4 separate regions of the Zea mays genome follow, and regions 1, 3 and 4 are each linked to region 2. Evidence: chromatin contacts called from public Hi-C data. All regions are on one chromosome and are shown on one strand. The core of a region is the stretch at or near the end of the contact, and the rest is flanking DNA. Distances in the headings are between cores, read along the strand shown. Region 1 has its middle 7.2 kb from the start of LOC100276146. Region 2 holds the start of LOC100281850. Region 3 holds the start of LOC100285333. Region 4 holds the start of LOC103637845 (protein CELLULOSE SYNTHASE INTERACTIVE 1).

Region 1 (2,864 bases), core at 87-2,586, 390 kb before region 2:
AAGTGCAGTTTTAATGCCATTTCGTGCCTCTATATGGGCTATTTCGTGCCTGCCCTAAACAGGTCGTGCTCGTGTCCGCACATAGGCCATGATCTCGGCCCAAACCCAGCCCGATATATCGGGTGGGCTGTACTTTTTTCTTGTTTCAGGCCAGCCCATCAGGTCCGGCCCAAATGTACACCTATAACCGTTGGACTATCCATGCCTTTGTGGTGGACTGTTCACCAATGACTTATTGAGTTGTCTAGCATGGTTTTAATTGAAATATAATTGTTTCATTTTGAATGCATATTGTTCGTGGGTTGTATCTCTCACTGTTCGAGAGTGTGTTGTTTTCTTAAAAAAAAGTCTTATATCAGCTAGTTGTGGGATGTGAGGCTATAAATAGAAGGTGCGCGGGTGTGTGCACCTTAGCCTAAGCACCATGATCACTTATTAAGCATACGTACTTGAGCCATCCCACACCTCTTACTTATCAAGTCGGTTTATAAAGCAAGTAGATTGTTGGTAGAGGAGCAGATGGAAGTTATTAAATCCACCTTAACGAGACTAGGGGTGCATGAATTACGTCTCTCGTGTGGTGAATTACGTCATCGAGACCACGAGATATATTCCGTCTCTCTCGTGTGGTGAATTCTTTTCGTGCTTTTTTATTTCCATTGTTGTGATTATTTCTTACGCACTTACATTCGTAGAGATTATGACACCTTATTATCCTAGGTTGCGAATCCAATAATTCCTAGCTTAGCAAAGGCTAGAAGATTTGATTTTTTTCTTACGATTCTAATTAATTTTGCTTAGTGGCTTTTGTTTTTAGTAAAATCTATATCTATTTACCACACACACACACACCCCGCTTGTATGAATTAGGCATCGACACGCGTCCAGCAATTTTACTGGTACGAATTCCGGTTTTACAGTATACTTAGGCTCCGTTTCAATCTCACGGGATAAACTTTAGCTTCCTGCTAAACTTTAGCTATATGAATTGAATTGCTAAAGTTTAGCTTCAATTACCACCATTAGCTCTTCTGTTTAGATTAAAAATGGCTAAAAGTAGCTAAAAAAAAACTGCTAAAGTTTATCTCGCGAGATTGGAACGGGCCCTTATAGTACTTGATTGTTGTCGACTTGTCGTGGCGTACGGACGGACGCATTTACTAGCGTAACCTGTACTACTGTCGCGTTGCAATTTGTCGCCATGCTTTGCCACGTCACGCACGATGCGTACGTACATGGGCAATTTTTAAAACCAGGCGCGGATCGGCCATGGCTTCCTCCATCCACGGCAGGCGGAGCGGAACCCCGGCCCCCGGGGGACAGACAGGGTCGTGGGGACGAAAGCCACGCAGCACCAGACCCCACCACCACGAGCTGCCGATGATGCATGCAAAGGTAAAGCTAGTAGTACGCTTAAGCTAATTAATCTCATGATTCCCCATCCATCAAAGCGAGTGCCGCTACCCAGTTTCTTGAACCGCGAGCAGGCTAGGCTAGCATCTGCTACGCCTCTCTGTTCGTGCACGCGAGGGAACCGTCGTCGGGTCATTGTGGCCCTTGGATCAGGAGCGACGTGCAGTCACACGTTTCGAGCTCGGATTGGCGTCTCCGGCCCGTGGCTGGCGTGAGGGGGGATTTGTCCCTGCAATTATTATATACTCCATATCGGGGTTTGGGACTCTTTGGGAAGCGTCGTCAACAAACGCCAGAGCAAAGTTGCACCAACTTGCATGTTGTAAATAACGGCTTTGGTGTGCCCTCCCTCCTCCATCGGTGAAGCTGCGAGCCCTTTCCCAGTGGTTAGGAATAAAGATGTAACAGAAAAAGGATATCTCCCAATAGTTTCTTTAAATACTTATCTGAATGTACATACAGATGCTCTTAGGCTATTGGCGTGCGGCAGCACGGTGAGATAGAAATGCATCTATACATACCGTCTGGATCCTTGGAATTGAATTTCATTCTACTAATCGTAATTTAGGTATAGATCAATTAAGCTAATACGGTTTTTATACAAAACATATATATATTTGTATACTATTGTTAGTCATATGAGGAAAAAAAATATTTATATGCTACATTTTTTATTATAGAGAATTAGCGAGTCGAAGAGCGCGTTATAAGTTGAGGAGTAGAAACATAGACTAGTGATACATCAAATCAATTTCCACCCTCTCACTCCTATAAATTTGAGATAGACCTATATCTATGCTTTTTGCAAAGTGGTGGATTGTAGAAATTCTAAACCAAATAACATATTCTATTAAGTAGATTCCGATTCCTTGAAGGGACCAAAACGGCTGTCTCGTGTGTTATTCATGTTATATAAAAAAAACAAATATAGTAGATTTCTAAAACTAAAAGTCTTCTTATAGGAAAGCAAGTATTGATTTTATGTATCACTAAGCTATGTTTCTACTCCGCAGATTATAACACGCTCTTCAGCTCGCTCCTCGGCCTATAGTAGAAATAACACTGTGGCCTGGGCTGCTTCGCCCGCCAGAAGAAAAGCATGGAAGATAGAAGCAAGCGAGCAGCTAGTGTGTGTGTATATATATATATATATATATATATATATATATATATATATATATATATATATATATATATATATAGAGAGAGAGAGAGAGAGAGAGAGAGAGGGTGTAGGTGTAGAGGATCACAGTGTAATCTTGCTTAGGCTGTCTCTAAATCTTGGGTCTGCCACCACTGCGCCACCTACGGTGTGAGAGCTAGAGCACATGAGAGCACTACCAAAGATATAGATTGGTGGATAGCTCAATAGTGGCTAATTGTTAGTCGGAGGACGGGCAAACTGTTTGCTCATTAGCCATTTGACCTTGCTAATAGGTGCTAGGACTATC
Region 2 (3,027 bases), core at 35-2,534:
ACCAACAGAACATATATATATATATATATATCTTTATGTTTTATACTCTACACTCAATTATGAATGAAAACCGTTGCAACCTACGAGTACCTAATTAACTAGTAAATAATACTTTACCCTGATTTCAGAGCTTACTAGAAAATCTAGAGTACGGCGATAGTGTAGGAGGCAACAAAGTTCTTTTTTTAAAAGGATCTTCACCAGTTATATATATATATATATATATATATATATATATATATATATATATATATATATATATATATAATGTACGTTGCATTCATATATACTAGATGCATCTCATATATTTTTTGTTTGTTTATGAGAAGTTTTTGAAACACATTTAGACATTGATTACAATATTCTGGATTTTTCTCTACTGTCTTTTGTAGCTGAATCTAATTTCTAGAAACTTTTGTTATCTAGTCCAAATCTATCATTAATAATTTTCCCAAAAATCGAGAAACCTAAAATGATTTTGTATGTTTAAAGAACCTTAATAAGTTAAAATCACATAAAAAACACAGTTTTTATCGTCGTGGTGCGACACCTCTTTCCTTCCATATTTATTTAAAGGTAGAAAGCTAAAATTATGTATAGACAGGAATTCAAACTATGGTTGTTGGTTTTAAACTCATGTTGGTACTCATCTAACCAACAAAACATACATATCTTAATATTTTATACTATACACACTCAATTACGAATGGAAACGGTTGCGACGTACGGGATCTAGACAACGACGATATATAGTGTAGGAGGCAACAAAGTTCTTTTTTGAAAGGATCTTCACCAGTTACCTACTGGTAGCCGAATTCCTTGGCACGCGGCAAGTGGAGTGGGAGGTTGGTCTGTGGCCGTAACTCATAACTAGACGGTGGGCCCGTGGGCGTCCGCTATTGACAGCAACAAGAGAGGGACCGGACGCGCCGCGGGCCCTCTCCCTCCCCGAAACCCCCAAATTCTCTGTAGGTGATGCCTGCAACGGCAGCGGGCCGGTTTCTTCACCACATCACTCGCTGTCTCTTGGCATCATCACGGATCGCGTTACATCTTCCTGTCCTTGTGCGCTTGTGCCCGCCTGACTCCAGCCACCTCTAGCTCAAGCTTCCCCCTCAAGCTCGGGCTGCTGCTCGGCTAGGACCAAACTACTTTGTAGCAGAGCTAACTAACTCCTCCGTCTGGCTCTCGGCTGGTCTCGTCTCCCCTATAAATTAAGCCCCCCGCCCCCTTTCTGCTTCCCATCGATCGCCACACTTGAGAGCTTGCCGTCCAGCGTTCATCGGATAGCTCCTGAGCTCGATCTCGGGTCGCGCACAGCTGCTCTCCCCTTCCTCCCGCTCAGCTCGCTCTTCGGTGCTGCTCTCGATCGTCGTCTCGCTCCATCACCGGCGGTCGCTTAGCCTCCGCGATCCCGGCCGGTGGTCTTCTTCGCCGCATTATCTCTCTCTCTCTCTCTCTAACACAAGGACGATGTCGAGCCGGAGGTCCCGCGCGTCGACGGTCTCGGAGGAGGAGATCAACGAGCTTATCTCGAGGCTGCAGACGCTGCTCCCCAGCGCGCGCCGCCGTGGCGGCAGCCAGGTATGAATATACGATACAACGCATGCGCATTCAAACCAAGATGTGCATGATCTAGCTAGCTAGCTAGGTAGTTTTACTTCTCTGATCTCACAGTATTGAGTAGTGACACTGACACCATCACACCGACACGACACACATGCATAAATTAAAGAGTGCTATACACTGCGGTGCCAGTGCCACCGTACCGCTTATTGCAAGTATGCATAAAGAGTGCTATTGGCAGCTGGTAGCTCACTCGCTCCAAGCCAAGAGATCGTCGTGGATCGTCTGATGATGTAAACAAAACAACGGTGGTGTGCGTACGATGTGATATGCAGGCGTCGACGACGAAGCTGCTCAAGGAGACCTGCAGCTACATCAAGAGCCTGCACCGGGAGGTGGACGATCTGAGCGACCGCCTGTCGGACCTCATGGCCAGCATGGACCACAACAGCCCCGGCGCCGAGATCATCCGCAGCCTCCTCCGCTAGCCCAAGTCCGTCCGTCCGGCCATGGCGTGACGGCCGGCCTCTCGCCATCGCCAGATCTCAGCGCATTGCCGAGTGTGTGTGTGTGTACCACATATAGCAGCTGAATATACCCAAGGACGACGTACGCCGACGACAGGCTAAGGCTGGTTTATTAATTGGTAGGGCATTATTAAGTACTACTCCGTATTAACTAGGGCTGCCTAGCTTAAGTATGGTTTCTCTCTCTTCCACTCTTGGCTGTTTGTTTCCTTGCTATACTCTCCTAGTAGCTTAGCTCCTTTTCCATTTGTTTGTACTTGGCTGCTTCGTCCCATGTTCGTCGTCGTCGTCGTGGTGGTGGTGTAAACCTATGTGTGTGGTCTGGATCGAGTTGTTTCCTCCTTGACAGACAACCGACCAACCCCGATCGATCTGTCAACTTGTACTACGTACGTACTGGTAATATATCAATATCTATATATATATCTACATGTCTCATCTGCCATCACGCAGCAGCTTAATTTGTTTACAGCGTGCTAGCTACACTCCTCGCTAGCAGCTTGTTCGGTTCCATCCAATCTAACCGCGCGCGTTCGTCGTTACGTGCCGCGACGCCTAATTAAGCAAGCCATCATAATCAGGACAGTAACGATAAAGACGACAGCCAAACGGCGGCCGGGTCAGTTTCGCGGACACTTGCTGGCCAGTAGTGTGTGATGAGAGAGGCCAGGAGGTCGGAGATAGCTAGTTGGCATGGCATGGCAGTGAGAGCGCGCTGCTGTCAGTTGTCACTTGTCATCTACCTCTCGCTTTGCATGGGATGCCATGCCGTGGCCCCGATCGACGACGCGCGCCGACAGGTCTGGCTGTGCGCATGCGCGGGTCACTCGGGCCTGTCGTCGCCTCCCGGTGAATGGGAGGAGCAGGGCCGGGCAAAAGGCTCGTGGCGACCGCCTCTGCTTCGTTCGATCGTCAGTCAAGCTACGTGGGAGTT
Region 3 (2,805 bases), core at 157-2,656, 270 kb before region 2:
CACAACGCGGCGCCGGTCCACTTCCCGCTCATGACCTTCGAGCACTTCGGGTCGCATAGCACTCATGACCTACGAGCCTCTCGAACCGCGGCACATTGATGGCCCATGCACCCCTCGCCCTACGACACACTTATGGCCTATTGAACTAGGCCTGAGTACGTAGACCTCCCACAGGGCACTATACGACGGGCTACATCGAGCCCCAGGCTACGAAGGCTAGGGATTGGTATAGTCAAAATGATGATGCCTGAGGCCATCGCCGCCCCCACATCATTCGCCACAGGAAACATGAGACAACTAGGCAACCCTATCGCCCTAGGCCCCACGAGTACGTGTGGCTCCACACGAGGTAAAATGTTGGTTTTACCCTTGCTTTACGACTTCTTCCTAGGGAAGCCACCGCTGGTCGACCCCCCTCTCATCCTATAAAAGGGAGAGGCTAGCCTCCAGACAAGGGGATCGATCAGTCCAAAGGAGAGACCAGGAGGCCAGAGCCCAGCCAAGCCAAGACTTAGCTAGAACTCCACCCTTCAGCTTCTAAGCTCCACTTTGACCTCGATAAAGAGACTTAGGAGCGTCTCCTCCCTCACTCGACCGCTTTAATCCCTACTACGAGTTTGATCATCAATGGTGCTGGTAGAAGCCATCGATGACTGAAAGTAGGGATGTTCTACCCGAACCATTATAAACCTCATGCTCTCCACGCACACGCTCCGGAGCTCGAAACGCTACAATAAATTTACTTGTCGGAGCGAGGTACAAAACACCGACAATTGTTAAATAAATTTTGTAGTCACAACGTTTAACAACTAATTGTATTTTCCATTATAACATACTACCTTCATTCTCAAATATTTATCACCCTTAAATTACTTTTGAACTAAAATGCGACAAATAAAAAGAACATAATAGTATTTCCCTTGTTCTAAAATGTAATACCTGCACAGATTTTAAATTGAAATCGTATTACTTTAACTAATAATTAACCTAATCATATAAAAATCTTATAATACAAAAGGAGTTGTATTAGATTTTTATTTAGAAGTACTTTTTAATATCAAACTTTTATTTCTATGAATTATATATTATAAGATAAGAAAAATATTAGTCAAAGGAAGACCACAATAAAGTCCAATGTTACGGATATTAAAGTTTACTACGTGACACATAGGATGTTTAAATTACATAGCTGAGATTAAAAGACGAGACAAATTTATTAAATCTAATCAATGCATGATTAACAAATATCTACTATAGCATCATAGGGTCAAATTATGAACTAATTATGTTTAATAGATTTGTCTTAATTCTCATCAACTTTTGATTATGTGTCATCAGTTTTAAAAAAACCCCTTTGAATATGTGTTAAGAAGTACTAAATATCAAGATCGTAGAGGGTGTATGTATTAAATCGCCCACAATTCCCTGTCCTCCGCGGCTCCGCCTCGATACGGCCGTCTCCTCCCCGCTTTGCTCCCCACGAAGCAATTCTAAATCCTCGCGCAGAAGATCGGATCCTCCGTCGGATCCGGATCGGTGCTTGCCCTCCCTGCTCGGATTTCTGGCAGCCCTTTCCTACCCCCTGAATTCCTGTGCGGATTCCCTCCCCTGCCCTGGCGGTTGCTCCTGTTGCCTGGTGGGAACTTGAGAGAAGAGGAGGGGTTGGTGGGGTGGAAGGCGCTCGTGACCCGGCCCGTGGAGATGGCTGGCGTGAAGGAGCCGATCGAGGTGAAGTTCCGGCTGTCCGACGGCACCGACATCGGGCCCAGCAAGTACGATCCCAACACCACCGTCGCCGCGCTCAAGGAGTTCGTCCTCGCCCGGTGGCCGCAGGGTGGGGAGACCTGTCGAGTGTCGACTGCCCTGCCCCCTCTTCTTCTCTATCTATACTATGCGCTCGCTTCAGTTGCGTTGCGTATATATACAGCTCTGCTATGTTGACGCTTGCTGTTTTGGGAGGTTGCTTGTTCCGCTGTCCTGTCTTTACCCGTTCGGCCGTTTGGGAACAAGAAACGCCATTTTGGACCATGGTTCTAGTGGGTTGTGGGGTTGGAGCTGTTAGTTTTCGTGATGGGATTTGCTTTCTATCGAAGACCCACTGGCTATGTTGCTGCATCTAATGGGATGTGTGTGATAGTCGTATGATGAAGGGGGTGTTTGGTTAGAGGGACTAAAGATTAGTCTCTAGTTTTTAGTCCCTTTTAGTCCCTTTTTTGCCAAACACTAGGACTAAAATATGGACTAAAATGATTTAGTCTTTAGTCCTTCACATAGGTGCTAAAAGAGACTAAAAGCTCATAATTATCATGTTGCCCTTACCTTTTTATAGATAACTAATATTATGAGTATATTCTAAGGGTATTTGAGTCTTTGGACAATGTATTTAATGACTTTAGAATCTATTTAGTCCCTAAAACCAAACATATAGGGACTAAAGTTTAGTCCTAGGACTAAAGTTTAGTCCTAGAACTAATTGAAACCAAACATGCCCGAATTCAGTGCGCTGTTTGTTCTGTTCTTGGGGTAGTCGGTTATTCAGACCCTTGTCCAGGTGATGTTTTTTAAAGCACCCTTACCTATAGTAGCAACACTGCTACCTTCCATGCCAGAGTATAGATATAGAAATTATTTTCTTGTATTTGAGATGGATAGATATGCCTGTGCTTGGTTTTCCTCTTTATTGCATGGCGTATAGGGATGCGCAGAGGATTTTTGTTCCTGATTGTATGACCTGAATTTTTTTTCTACCTGCTAGAACTCTTAGTACATATTTGGTAATGGTCCTTTGCAAAGATGTGATGGTAG
Region 4 (2,975 bases), core at 216-2,715, 330 kb before region 2:
TAAAAAAAGTACAGCTCCATGAAAACTCCACTTATAATTTTGCACAAGGGGGACACTTTCCTCCAGTGGACTGAATAGCGAATACTAACCTTGCTTTCAAAGAATATTCTACTGCAACACTATTCCCAGTTACATCAAAAAAATGAACGAAATACCATGCAAATGAAACAATGTCTTTCAAGCGGCAGGAAAACAGAATTGCGGAACATAAGAAAGCCAGAGGCTGCCAAATGAGAAGCTCAGAGACAGAATCCAAGACGGAACCAACCAGATCGGCGCTGCCATGGGTGCCGCCATTGCTTCCATTGAACCGCCATGTCAATGCCGCCGCCATACTCAAATATTAAACTCGTTCAGCAGAGTAGATCAGAGTATCCACTTCTCCAGTGCCTAGTTGTCAACCTGAAACACACTCGAGAGCAAACAATTGGCGTCAGATCCACGATGGCACACGATCCAATCAACAGCAATGCATCGAATAACCACAAATTCGTTACGGGCATGAGCAATTAACCCAGATCTAGACATACACATCTGCTACAGCTACCGCTACGATCAAGTGAATCAGACACCCCCGAATTGCAAAGCCATCAAACCAGTTTCGACGAGTAGCTGCATTTAGCGGCGATTACCCAGCGACATCCCAACCCGCCCAGCTAGATCACGAGCCGCCGCTACCAACCACTCAGTCTCTCAGCCACCGAAACCAGCACCCAAACCAGCAGCACTGCGCTGCGCTGCATTGACGGAGTTACTAACGTCGCGGCGCGCGAAACCCCTCCACCGACCAAAAAAATACCCAGAAAACTCGAGATAAATCCGGCCAAGTGAAACCAGTAAGAAAGAGATCGAGTGAGAGACCTCTCATGGAATCGCCGCGACGGGGAGTGGCCGCAGATCCAGCCGGGAGGGCGGCGCCCATACAAAGACAGCGCGCGTCTGTTGCTCTCTTTTGTTTTCAGACGATTTGGCCCGGTTTGGATCTGTTTCCCAGAACCGAGAAGCTGGACGCGGCCTTCCGCTTATTTTCGACGGGAATCTCCCGGAACCAAAGGCAATTTCGCTAATTTCCGCGCCCTAAAAGGATCGGCGTTTATATAGCAGGCGAGCTCTCGTCTTCCCAACGACTGCCGACAGTGGCAGTGCGGAAGCAAGTTGCCTTGCAGCCAGCTATGAGTGCCACTTCTGCAATGGAGTTCCTCTTCCTCCAGTAGTTCACTTACGAAGCTTTACACGGGACGGGAGTGTGTCACTGAAGCTTCATCTTGAATACCGACGAAGCTGAGGGTGTTTATGTAAGGTTATGGATTTTTGTGTTGTTGAGCTTTCGTGTTAGATTAAGCAGGGAATGGATTTGTTAATTAAGGAGCACGATACGGTGGATGATGGGGATGGTGGTTGATGTGTGCCAGTCTGCATGGGCTGGCCGCCGAGCGGGAGGTTTTTTTTTCGTCTTCTACAAGACAAAAAATCAACAGGTGGGAGAGGTATCTGCCAACTCCCAAATAGCTGTAAAATCAGTGACTAGGAGAGCATCCAGCACCAACAAATCAGTGGCCTATGAGAGAATCCAGCACCAATGGGCATTCTCTTTTTCTCGTTTCTTTTGTTAAAATTAAATTTCATTTTAATAATTATAATTTAGACGCAAACTAATTAAATTAATATATTTATATATTATTCTAAATTTTATGAGAGATAGTTATATACTATACTTATGTTATAGATAAGCAAACATAAATGTGTAGAAGAATGTGCTATAAGTTGAACATTATAAAGTAGCATATAAATCTATAGAATCAATTTGCATCCCTCAACCCATGAATTTGAGATAGGCGTACATACAAACATTGAAAATTTGTGAAATGTCACATTATAAAAATAAATAACATACTACATTAGTTAAATTCCAAAATAAAAGGGAAACAAACGGAGCCTTATAGAAATTATTGTGATGCCACACGTAGGGACGGACTCACTGTAAAATGGGGTGAGAACACTTTTGGACGAACGAGCACCAAAATATTAGAGCGAAAGCATCTAAATTAGACTAAGCAAAGGATCTCATAGCGAAAGCATCCAGATTAGACTAAGCAAAGGATCTCATGGTGAAAATTTAAACTCTACTATTTGCAATAGAGAAATGAGCAGAGGCTTGCAATAGAGAAATGATCAGAGGCTTAGGCTCTCACTCAGGCCTACGTAGGTCAGGTCTGGGCACACGTAAAATGTTTGTCTAAATTGAGAACCATACTTATTAACTCTATATAAGCTATTAGGCTATTGCCAGCAGGTTATATATATGGCCTTGCAAAACACTATTGATTGTATTGTTTGTAGAGTGATGTTTGAAATAAGAGGTAGGATAGAGGTAAAATGCATATGTGTTGGAGATAGGCATATACCATAAAGTAAAATAAGTCACAGATTCCATGTATTGTGTTGGATTAAGGACATGACTTATATTTTATTTAACTAAACTAAATTAATTCTAGATATATATTAAATACCTTCGAGCGCTCATATAGCCCTGGGACGTCCTAGGGCTCCTGGCATTCAGGACATACAGTGCCACAATGGTCCGTCCTTAAGATGTTAGGAGGCCCATGGCTCGGGAGACTAAAAAGATCAAGATATGATGAATTAGACTTTTTATTTTATTTTCTAAATTAAAACCTATAAACAAGCCTAATTATACCCCTTACGTCTAATAGTGTGATTAAAAGTTTTACACTCTAAATTCTAATTCTATACTAACATGGTAATTCTAGTAAGCAAGTATTCAAAAAAAATTGCTCAGATATAAATGATTAAAGTAAAAAAGGATTTGAATGCCTCGGTATTTTCAGAGAGTCGGCACCCCTCACTAGTCCTCGTTGGAGCACTCGCACAAGGGTGTCACTCTCACTTGATCCACGCAAGGATCAAGTACTCTCTACGAGCTCGTTCTTCGGCTCTCCGGCATGGTGAACCGC

Evidence for each region. A called contact is a pair of places that touch in the nucleus more often than the background predicts.
Region 1: a contact with region 2 is called in a Hi-C map of leaf, with 4 times the contacts expected there. The contact joins the enhancer-like site here to the promoter of LOC100281850 in region 2. A contact is called at or near these places in 3 of 25 Hi-C or Micro-C datasets (bundle sheath, endosperm and leaf).
Region 3: a Hi-C map of ear shows a contact between it and region 2, with 2.8 times the contacts expected there. The contact joins the promoter of LOC100285333 here to the promoter of LOC100281850 in region 2. A contact is called at or near these places in 5 of 25 Hi-C or Micro-C datasets (bundle sheath, ear, endosperm and 2 more).
Region 4: a Hi-C map of leaf shows a contact between it and region 2, with 6 times the contacts expected there. The contact joins the promoter of LOC103637845 here to the promoter of LOC100281850 in region 2. A contact is called at or near these places in 9 of 25 Hi-C or Micro-C datasets (bundle sheath, ear, endosperm and 3 more).

What each region holds. Positions count from the first base shown.
Region 1 is chr9:6,779,918-6,782,781 of Zm-B73-REFERENCE-NAM-5.0, reverse strand. No RefSeq gene overlaps it. Among protein-coding and RNA genes, the nearest start is that of LOC100276146, 7.2 kb to the right of the region's middle. Within about 2 kb of position 1,336, at least 16 of the 20 cell types and tissues checked have an H3K27ac peak or open chromatin away from gene starts, as enhancers often do. A contact at or near this core is called in leaf, where this site is marked.
Region 2 is chr9:6,392,504-6,395,530 of Zm-B73-REFERENCE-NAM-5.0, reverse strand. It overlaps LOC100281850, which reads left to right and starts at 1,284. Exons shown (of 2, transcript NM_001154770.2): 1 at 1,284-1,584; 2 at 1,902-2,510. The coding sequence starts at 1,474. The coding sequence ends at 2,054.
Region 3 is chr9:6,667,837-6,670,641 of Zm-B73-REFERENCE-NAM-5.0, reverse strand. It overlaps LOC100285333, which reads left to right and starts at 1,406. Exons shown (of 3, transcript NR_182204.1): 1 at 1,406-1,772.
Region 4 is chr9:6,723,459-6,726,433 of Zm-B73-REFERENCE-NAM-5.0, reverse strand. It overlaps LOC103637845 (protein CELLULOSE SYNTHASE INTERACTIVE 1), which reads right to left and starts at 1,465. Exons shown (of 8, transcript XM_020544078.3): 1 at 862-1,465; 2 at 269-402. The coding sequence starts at 334.